Linked DNA regions of Oryctolagus cuniculus: region 2 is linked to region 1. The links are chromatin contacts, called in public Micro-C maps. All regions are on one chromosome and are shown on one strand. The core of a region is the stretch at or near the end of the contact, and the rest is flanking DNA. Distances in the headings are between cores, read along the strand shown. Region 1 holds the start of STX18 (syntaxin 18). Region 2 holds the start of TMEM128 (transmembrane protein 128).

Evidence for each region. A called contact is a pair of places that touch in the nucleus more often than the background predicts.
Region 2: a contact with region 1 is called in a Micro-C map of ear pinna, with 3 times the contacts expected there. The contact joins the promoter of TMEM128 here to the promoter of STX18 in region 1. A contact is called at or near these places in 2 of 6 Hi-C or Micro-C datasets (ear pinna and an unstated tissue).

What each region holds. Positions count from the first base shown.
Region 1 is chr2:4,624,761-4,630,201 of mOryCun1.1, reverse strand. It overlaps STX18 (syntaxin 18), which reads right to left and starts at 2,030. Exons shown (of 11, transcript XM_070069566.1): 1 at 1,401-2,030. The coding sequence starts at 1,568.
Region 2 is chr2:4,860,063-4,865,503 of mOryCun1.1, reverse strand. It overlaps TMEM128 (transmembrane protein 128), which reads right to left and starts at 2,201. Exons shown (of 5, transcript XM_002709352.5): 1 at 1,963-2,201; 2 at 216-357. The coding sequence starts at 2,059.

The DNA of each region.
Region 1 (5,441 bases), core at 781-3,280:
TTCTGTGCAAGTCTTTTGTTGGGGGGGGGGGGCAGAGGAGACCATTGTCCCAGGAAGTAAAGGGAGGTAACAAACCCTGCTCACTAACCTCAGCTGGCTGACAGCGGCAGGGTTCAGAGGGCAGCTCTGTCCCCGGCTCCTTCCCGAGTGCCTGCTCAGTCACACGGCGGCTGACTGCCTAGAGGCCAGGTTCAAACTCCAGAGAGCGGTCACCATCGCCTAAGGCCCTTCAAGAGCCCTGCCCGCCACTGCAGCCCGGTGTCCACTGAACCAGCCAAGGGCACACCTCTGCAAACCGCTCTCAGCCAAGACGCCCTTCCCCACCTTCTCTGCTCGCCAACCCCTCTTCCCCGGAGACCTGCTGCAGGCGCGTCACCGCCCCGGAAGCCTCCGCAGGCGCACAGGTGGCAGTGAGCGCTCTCTGTGCTCCGCGGAACACCTGCAGGGCTAGCGCTGGGCCAGGCGCGCACGCCTCGCTCCTCTGCCGCTCCCTTCCCTTCCCACCGCTCTGTACAGCGCTGGTCGGGAGGCAGGCGCAACACAGACGTCTGCCGACCGCGTGCGTCCGTCCATCCGCTCCAATCCCCCTTCCGATGTTTGAAAAGCTGCTGCAAGCTGCCCCTCGCTAACAGATGCGCTACCCATGCATTTGAAAATACCTCGACCGCGAGGTGCTGGGTGTGAGCCAAGACAGGCGGTTCACCGCGACCTTAAGGAAAGTCTGCGTCAGGGACCCTCCCTTGCGCCCTCCAAACTCCTGACCCTCCGTTTTCTAACTTTATTTCTCCAAGAGGGTACATGGAACCGTATGAGCTTTGGGCGCCAAGCTTACAGAGTGAACCAGGCCAACACACCCTCGCCGCTTACGCCGGCAGCCATTCATCCAGCGAACCTTTACTGAGCCGAGCCCGTCGACAGACGGCTCCCGCTCTCAGGGAGACGCGTGGCTGCACGACGGAGCACGCAGAGGGTCGCGGCCACGCGTGGGAGCACACGCTGCTCGCCAGAGACGATCCTAACCGCGCTCCGCAGCCACCGAGCCCTGCCTCCCGCGACGGGCAGCACCGAGAGCGAGCGCCGCGGGACGCTCGCCACCCACCCACGAGGACGCTGCGGCCGCCAGCGAGGCCCCGTGGGAGGCTTCGCCCGCGTCCAGCTCTGAGTGACGGCGAACTCGTCACCTCCCGAAGCAACCCTGGAGCCCCGCGGACGGCGCCTCTAGGGCCACCCCCCCCCACCCCAGCAAAACAAGGCTGCTCCCTTCCCAAGACGGCTGTCGGCGCCCTGGGGCCACCCCTCCCTGCTCCCCGCTCGGGACCCCTTCCCGCTGACAGCGACTTGAGGTCTGGGGTCCCCCATCGCGGGTCCGCCCCCCGCCGTTTCCATAGCAACCAGCTCACCACTTCGCGGGCCCGGTTGGAGAAGTCACCCTTGGGCCGGGGGGTCCGGCGGAAGAGCTCGTCGCGGCTGCCCTCGACCCCGCCGCCGACTGCCACTCCCAGCGCCTTGTTCCGCGTCTTCACGGTCTTGACGCTGGCCCGGAATAGCAGCGTGATGTCCACCGCCATAGCGACCAGCAACAGCCACCGGCCCCTACACTCGGCCCGCTCCGCTCACGTCAGCAGCCGGCGACCGCGGCCGCTGGAGGACCGTTCCGGCGGCGCACGCCTCCGCCCGGCGACGACGACGCGAGAAGAAAGGTTCCGGCCTCCGCCTGTCGATCGCGAGGAGAGGAGAAAGGTTCCGGCCTGGGCCTGGGGGCGTGTGCGTCCCCGTGCCCACCACGAGCTCATCGGAGCCCCTTTAGCTCAGAGAACCCCGCTGAGCTCCAGTTACGCTGCGGGGTGTGGATCCCGGGAGCGAGATGAGGAAGCCGAAAGGCTCGGCGCCTTGTCCCGGCTCCTCCGCTGGTGGGGCGTGGGCGGTTCGGTGGCCGGACGCGGGGACGCGCCAGCCTTGACCTCGGGTCTTGAGCCGGACAGGCAGGGAGCCCTCGCCCCTCGCCCCTCGGCCCGGCCACCCGCTCCCCTGCGAGGCTCCTCCGCGCCTGCCTGGGGCTGGTGTGGGGTTAACCGAGACGACGCGTGGAGAGTGTTTTGACGTTGCTGGACCCAGAGAGGGGCCGTCCATGCAGTTGGTGGTGTTTTCCCATCACTCTTGCTATTTGTGGCGGGAGGAGCCTGGGAGCGGTGTCCCCCGAGCAGGTTTGAAATTTATCAGCTCAAAGAGGGACTCCTGCCGCGGGGTTCCGTTCACCCTTAATGTACGGTTTTTCAGCGTAGCGTCGGGTCAGCTTTTCCTGAAAGTCAGTGTATGAGGCTTTATTGGGTCATGGTTCAGTTTCAAGATCTCACTGGTTGGATCTTTTTTTTTTTTAAGGGTTATTTATTTATTTGAAAGTCAGAGTTATACAGAGAGAAGGAGAGGCAGAGAGAGAGAGAGGAGAGAGAAAGAGAGAGAGAGAGGTCTTCCATCCGCTGGTTCACTCCCCAAATGGCTGCAGTGGCTGGAGCTGAGCCGATCTGAAGCCAGGAGCTTCCTCCCGATCTCCCATGCAGGCGCAGGGGCCCAAGCACTTGGGCCATCTTCCACTGCTTTCCCAGGCCATAGCAGAGAGCGGGATTGGAAGTGGAGCAGCCGGGACTCGAACCTGCACCCATATGGGATGCTGGCACTGCAGGCAGCGGCTTTACCAGCTATGCCACAGCGCCAGCCCCAGATGGTTTTTTGTTGTTGTTTTTCCCCCTCAAATAGGAGGCACAAATGGAATGTGTATTGAAACAGCAGTTTCAATGGACAGCAAGATAAATTATTTTCATAATTCTAAGATGTTATTTCGTTTTCACTCTTGTTTTCTCATCAGTTGTATACGCAGGTATGACGAAAGTCCGTGGAAATGTGTATTATGAAAAAAGGTGTGCGTGCATTTCAAAAATTGTTAAAGATTTTATTTATTTATTTGCAAGGCAGAGTTACAGACAGTGAGAGGGAGAGACAGACAAGAAAGGTCTTCCATCCGCTGGTTCAATCCTAAAATAACTGTAATGGTGGGTGCTGGGCCAGGCTGAAGCCAGGAGCCTGGAACTCCATCCAGGTCTCCCACATGGGTGCAGGGGCCCAAGCGTTTGGGCCATCTTCCGCTGCTTTCCCAGGCCATAGCAGGGAGCTGGATCAGAAGAGAAGCAGCTGGGACTCAAACCGGTGCCCATATGGGATGCCAGCACTGCAGGCAAAGGTGTAGCCTTCTACAACACAGTGCCGGCCCCTCAAAGTTTTTTTGCACCAAAGTGAAATTACTGTTTCATCCCATTTTCCGTGAACATTTTGAAGTCCCCTGGACTGGTGGAGTTTTCCAGAGACTGATGGTACAGCCAACTAAATGCAGACATCCTGTCTTCTAGTAAGTCAGACTTCAGAGAGATTTGCAAAAATATAAAGCAATGCCATTCTTCTCACCAAGTTTTTAGTTGTTTTGGAAACTGTCTTTTTCATAAAAAGATCATTTATGGTAATATGTGATATGTTTATTATGATTTTAGATGAATAAATACTTAGGGTTTGGGTTTTAATTTCTTATATTTATTTATTTATTTTAAATAACATGGTCCTGGGGATTGCCCCCTCGTGAATGCATTAATGCTATCTCTTTTTTTATTATTGTTATTTGACAGAGTTAGTGAGAGAGAGACAGAGAGAAAGGTCTTCCTTCCATTGGTTCACCTCCCAAATGACCGCTATGGCTGGAGCTACACCGATCCAAAGCCAGGAGCCAGGTGCTTCTTCCTGGTCTCCCGTATGGGTGCAGGAGCCCAAGGACTTGGGCCATCCTCCACTGCCTTCCCAGCCACAGCAGAGAGCTGGCCTGGAAGAGGAGCAACCGGGACTAGAACCTGGTGCCCATATGGGATGCCGGCGCTGCAGGCGGAGGATTAACCAAGTGAGCCATGGCACCAGCCCCTGGTTTTAATTTCTAATATAGTAAATATCAATACATAAAAATCTAGCAAAGAAAAATTGCTTTGGGCCTTCGATGACTTTTAAGTGTAAAGTCGTTCTCAGACTGAAAGTTTGCAATCCACTATGTTAAAGAAACACGTTTTTCAGAGGTGGGTGTCAAGGAGGCTTATAGCAATATTTATTTACCCAGAAAAGTAGAAGGAAAAGATTATGTGAAAGCCAAAGTGTGGCTCCATCATCCTTCCTGGATGAGGAAGTCCATTTCCATACATCTTGCTTTACCTCCAGAGAAAGAAATGGCAGAACCCCTGCCAGGAATTCTGTCTTGCATAAATGGCCCTTTGTTTCACAAAGATGGTAATAAGTCTTTGGCTCTGCTTGGTGAGCCTGGGGCAGAGCAGAAGGAAAGAGAGTGAAATTGCCCTGCATAATGAATAAGGGGTCGGGTTAGGAGAAGGAGGGAGCCAGAAGCCAGGGAGGGGTCAGGAAAGCCTGGGACTGGGAAAGGCTTTGAGTGCGAGGGAGGCTGAGCCACACCAGGCCTTTTGCGAGCAGTGTCTCGTATGAATGCCGTTTGGCTGGGTTGGGTTCGGGGGAGCAGAAAGGTAAGGACAGAGGCCCACATTTCCGTCTGGATCCGTGAGAGCAGAGCTTGTGGCGGGCGTGAGACCCGGGCGAGCTCAGCCCTTGAGGCTGTGCAGCCGCAGGTGAACACAAGGGCAGGACATCCTTAGAACAGTCGCGAAGACCTTGAGGCCGCCGCACCTCCCAGGGAGCGGAGTATAGGCATGTGACGTTCATTTTGTTTTTGAAGCCCAAACAGCAAGATGACAACGTCAGGTGTCAGTGGACTCGTAACTGTGAACACCCACGAAGCCGGAGCAGGGCCGGAATGCAGGAGAAAAGCGGTGAGGGTGGGTGCCGCAAACTGCCCCCGCGGAGCAGCACAGAAATTGTGTTTTCCTTGTTCGTCCAGCAGACTCCCTGGCTGCACACTGTTCTGAAAATGATTTTGGAATCCTCAGATGAAGCTCCGACAACAGCAACCTCTGTTACCAAAAAGTCAGGTTTGCTGCCCGGTGCTGCCGCTGCGTTTTTGGGGAAAAGAAAGGCTTCGTATGGAGATGGGGTAAAGACCAAAGCTGTCTCCCCGGGGCGGGGGGCGGGGGTCGGGAAAGAAGTAGAGATGTGGATGCATCAACAGGACGGGGCCTGCAGCAAGACCCCCCGTGGACTGGAAGGAGGACACGTTCAGTCACCGGATGCCGTCATCCTCAGACCGCCTGCTGCATAAAGCCATCCAACTCTTCTGCTCCTGCGTGTCCTCCTACTTTTGGTTCCGGGAGGGGTGGGGAGGGCGCAGATTCGGTTCCAGCTGTCATCTGTGAGCCTGGACCCTCCTTTGTGTGCCTACGGCTCGTCTGGTCAGTCTCCACCTGCCAGAAACTGGTTTACGCCGGCTGTGCAAAGCAGTGCGAGAAACA
Region 2 (5,441 bases), core at 952-3,451, 240 kb before region 1:
GAAGACCTCTCTGTCTCTACCTCTCTCTGTAACTCTTTCAAATAAATAAAATAAATCTTTAAAACGTGTGCCCTTTAACCAACACTGCTCACTCATCTCTGCCCCCAGCACCAGCACGGTGCCCGGCACACAGGAGGTGTTTTCTTAATTTCTGAAAAACCCACCTGAAAAAATGGAACGCGAGAAGTAAGACGAGGGCGTCCAAGTTTTCTTACCTGCTAGTGTGAAAGTTCTCTCTCAGGGTTTTAAAGAAATCAACATAGTAGGTCACAGCAATGGAGGCCAAAATCCAGAACCCGGAATGGAGGTTCAGTCTCGGGAGGGGTTTCTCCTTCTTCTCGGCAGCTGTGGAAGCGCCTGCAAATAAAATCCCAACTAAGTTCCCAGAACTTCCGGGGAGATCACACCTACTTTAAGTCAATTTCCCTGCTCTTTCTAAACAGCAGAGTCTCTCCCTTTACAGCACCAAATCGCTCTGTAAAATCATTATGCCATCGCATAATGCAGAAAAAATATAGATGCAGAACAAACCAATAGGAGGCTGCATAAAACATGTTCAATGCAGGTAACGTCCACATTGTCAGTCTTTTGGAAATAACGATGCTATTCACAGTGTACAGCTCTTCAAACTAGGTTTCACCTGAGTGAAAGTTAAGAAGTCATGAGTCTTAAGAAAAAAAAAAAAAGCAGAGATAAACATCAGAGCACAAAATGGACTTGTCACATCTAAATTATTATTATTTTTTTTTTTTTTTTACAGGCAGAGTGGACAGTGAGAGAGAGAGACACAGAGAAAGGTCTTCCTTTTGCCGTTGGTTCACCCTCCAATGGCCGCCGCGGCCGGCGCGCTGCGGCCGGCGCACCGCGCTGATCCGATGGCAGGAGCCAGGAGCCAGGTGCTTCTCCTGGTCTCCCATGGGGTGCAGGGCCCAAGCACCTGGGCCATCCTCCACTGCACTCCCGGGCCACAGCAGAGAGCTGGCCTGGAAGAGGGGCAACCGGGACAGAATCCGGCGCCCCGACTGGGACTAGAACCCGGTGTGCTGGCGCCGCAAGGCGGAGGATTAGCCTAGTGAGCCGCGGTGGCGGCCTCTAAATTATTTTTAAACACACGTAATCTCTTGAGTCAGCTCAAACATGGGAAAGGCACGCCACATCTCTCAGGCCGGCGCAGGGCGGTCCAGACAGGTGCCAACAAGTCCCTTCTTCCACCTGGGACTTCCTCGGCAAGACTGGGGGGCTGGGCCGGGTCAGATGGCGATTAACAAGCTGCCCTTTTTCACTGCGAGGAAGAACCGCAGGTGCCCATCGCAGGGCCTGGGCCTTTAGCAGACCCATCAGATGCCCGCAAACGCAAACTGATCTTAACAGAGACCCTGGGGACACACCCAGAATGCAGAAACCAAAGCTGCCGTGGACCCAGCTCACAACGTACGGGCCAAAAGATCTAAAACGAAATGCCCCGACCTTCACCCCAATTCCCCAGCCAGCCCGGGGCAACCTCCACTGTCACTTGTACTGCGTTCTAGCACATCCCGTGGCCTCCCGGTGAACGCAGCACACGCAACTCTGCATCTCCCTGAGGAAATCGGCCACAGCCGGCACACGGACGCCTGCCCGCGTGCCCCGGACGGACAGGGGCGGTCTCATTTCACCAGTTTCGCACCGACGGCAAATCGGGTGTCCCCAGTCGTTTGCTACTAAGAGATGCTGGGGTGGACACCTTCACTCCGAATTTTTCTTAAAAAAAGACTTTTAACGGCTATCTCCTCACAGGCGCTCCCAGAAATGCTGAAGCGGGACTAAGAAGTGCAAGGCTGCGTGAGCCTCCCGTTCGTGACATTAAATACCCGACTTGCAAAAACTACTTTGTAGCCGAGAAATGAAACCCGGCCCCTCCGGGAGGCCCGTGGAGCCGGCCGCTTCCGGGGGAACCTCGGCGCGGCTCGGAGCGCGCCTCACCCGGCCTGGCGTCGCCCTCGCCGTCCCGCGGGACCGCGGAGTCCGACGACAGCAGGTACCGCCGCCGGAGCTGCTCCCGGGCCCACGGAGCGTCCATCTTGGCGCCGCCCAGAAACGCGACGGAAGTGACGTCGGCGCACAGCACTTCCGGCGCCGGCGTCGGGGGCGGGGTAAGCGGTGGTCGCCGTGGGGAGGCGGCGGGGTGGCGTTAGTGGGTGCGAGGCTCGTATCCCACGCGTGATTTGAAGTTTTGGGTACTGCTAGCCTTCCCGGGTCCTTAGGGCGCTGATGCGTTTCCGACCTACGGAAGCCCAGAGGAACCAAGATGGCCGACGCCCGTGGGCGCGCGCGGGGCAGCCCGGCTCCCGAGTCTGCCCAGGCCTCCCGGTGTTGGAGCAGGCACGGACGTTCGCCCCGGCCTCTTTCCTACTCCTGCCTCTGGGGAGTCGCCCAGCCGGACTGGAAAGGGCTGAAGGCAGCCCCAGGAGGGAGAGGGGGCCCCGAACCGGGCCTCTGACCCCGTGGGGGACAGGAATGACCCTCTCTGGGCCTTTTGCTCTCAGGCCCGCTAGGCTGGACCTGCCTGCGCTCAGGTGGTTCGTGGGAGAGCTCCTTGTCCCGCCTGGGGGAACGTGTCCCCTCCGGACCGTGGGCACTAAGGTGCTTTCCCGGCCGCCCAGCGCTCAGAAGCCGTGTCCGCCGGTTCCCGGCTTTCTGTCAAACGGTCATCCCGATGGCTCTCCCGCTGTCCCCTGGCGAGCCGTGTTGCTCAGCGCCCACTGTGCGCTGGGAATGCTAGGCGGTGAGGATAGACTGCCCGTGAGCTGCGGCTGCAGCGCCGACCTGCAGGACGGCGCAGTGCACGGGGCGTCCTTCCCCCGGCCCCGAGTTCCGGGCAGCACGGGCAGCTGCGGGCGGTGCAGCGGTGATGGTGGTGGGTGGCGCTGGCCGAGGAGGTGGCCTCAGTAGGGTGCGCCTGGGGCTATGGCAGCGCTCAGTGAAGTCTGTTCTGCGGGGTGCGGGCAGGAGCAAGGGGAGCGCTTGAAGGAGATGGAACACAGGGCTGGTAGGGTAGTCCGAAAAGCCACGGCGGACGTGAACTTCGGATTAGCTAGTAGGCTGCTCTTCCATATCTCCTGGGTGTTGTGGGTGTTTGTAAAAGGAATGTAATAAAAAATATTTAAGAAGAATGTCAGCCGGCGCCGCAGCTCACTAGGCGCCGGCACACCGGGTTCTAGTCCCGGTCGGGGCGCCGGATTCTGTCCCGGTTGCCCCTCTTCCAGGCCAGCTCTCTGCTGTGGCCCGGAGTGCAGTGGAGGATGGCCCAGGTGCTTGGGCCCTGCACCCCATGGGAGACCAGGAGAAGCACCTGGCTCCTGCCATCGGATCAGTGCGGTGCGGCGGCCATTGGAGGGTGAACCAACAGCAAAGGAAGACCTTTCTCTCTGTCTCTCTCTCTCTCACTGTCCACTCTGCCTGTCAAAAAAAAAAAAAAAAAAAAAAAAGTCAAGTTCTTAGCGGCCCATTTCTGCAATTCCTTCAACCTTCCTGTACCCTTGGGAGCAGAGAGACTCACAGCCCGGCAGACTGCGGCCTCTAAACAATCCCTCCTTTTTTTTCCTGCTCTTTTTCTTTGCAAACTCCTAAACTGGGCTTCATCTCTTCAAAGCCAGCCGAGGTCTTGGCCCCTTTTTCTTCTTTCTCTTGTACGGGGTTAGAAGCCTTGTTAACAGGAAGTGACTTCGTCCCATCGAACAGTCTTGTTGATCTTTCTCCTCGAGAAAAGGTCAGTGCCGGGGCTCCCTCGTAACCAGATATTCCCGGGAGCCCCCCAGCCACCCCGGGGTTTCCGTGCGCGGTATGTTGAGGTCAGATCGAGTTCCCCCTTCGGTGGTTTCGGGGCCTTTGTATTTGGAGCTGAAATCCGTCCAGCTTTTTCCCCCTGATATTTTAAATGGCACTACTTGCATACCTTATTGATGCTACTTAAAAGCAGATTGGAAAAAATCCAGTATTTAATGACCACATCTTCTTTGTTGGGGTCCATTCAGTGAGTTCTTCAATGTGTGTACTGTGGCACCTTAATTATAGATAGAGATCAGATTGCTACCAGTGCAGACATTTTCAGTGTGGGTTACTTGTAGGGAGAACAGTGGATCTGACTGTGACCTTGCTGGTTCCGTTAGCCATATGGTTATGTCCGAGGTGTTTACAGCCTACGGAACCCTGACTCCATCACTGTGGCTCTTTGGGTGTGTTGTTTCATTTTCCTGGATATCAGTTTCAGCGTCTGAAGCAGCATGAACCAGAGTGCGGGTGGATGTACACAGGTGGCTTAGCCTAGTCCCTGGCCAGTGGTATGCATTCAGGAAGGCTACCTGCTGTTCACGACTCCATAGCTTGGCCTTCAAGATCTTGCACCTGCTCACCTCCTGGTCAGTATTTCCTGGTGCTTGGGCTGCAGCCACTCTTCGTTCATATTTCTCTTCCAGGAATTAGCAGGTTGGGCCATGGGGTCACCTGGCTTCCAGCAGTGGCTGCAGGGGCTAGAGCTAGGATGGTGTGCGGAGTGTAGATGGCACCATAGGTAAGACTGCGCCATTTTACTAACATTCCCCCTTTTGTTTTTTATTTTTATTTATTTTCTATTTATTTATTTATTTGACAGGCAGAGTGGACAGTGAGAGAGAGAGACAGAGAGAAAGGTCTTCCTTTGCCGTTGGTTCACCCTCCAATGGCCGCCACGGCTGGCGTGCTGCAGCCGGCGCACCGCGCTGATCCGATGGCAGGAGCCAGGTACTTCTCCTGGTCTCCCAGGGGTGCAGGGCCCAAGCACTTGGGCCATCCTCCACTGCACTCCCTGGCCACAGCAGAGAGCTGGCCTGGAAGAGGGGCAACCAGGACAGAATCCGGCGCCCCGACCGGGACTAGAACCTGGTGTGCCGGCGCCGCTAGGTGGAGGATTAGCCTAGTGAGCCGCGGCGCCGGCCCCCTTTTGTTTTTTATAAAGCAAGAGTTGTATGGGATTACATTAGCCCCAAAAGTCCAGGAGGGGTAGAGGGACAATGATCTGCCTTTGGAGCTACCTCCTGCTGGCATGGGGCGACGTCTTAAGCTGCTGTCTCGTGGTGGGGAGCCGAGTAGATCTGCAGCGGCATTTGGTGGACCGCCTAATTGCTGAAGGCCTTGGTTTGTTCCATTATCACCTGCTGTCAACACTTAAGCCGACCCGGTAGTATAAGAGGGTGAGGGCTGGCGCCGAGGCTCACTAGGCTAATCCTCTGCCTGTGGCGCCGGCACACCGGGTTCTAGTCCCGGTCGGGGCGCCGGATTCTGTCCCGGTTGCCCCTCTTCCAGGCCAGCTCTCTGCTGTGGCCAGGGAGTGCAGTGGAGGATGACCCAAGTGCTTGGGCCCTGCACCCCATGGGAGACCAGGAGAAGCACCTGGCTCCTGGCTTCGGATCAGTGCGATGTGCCGG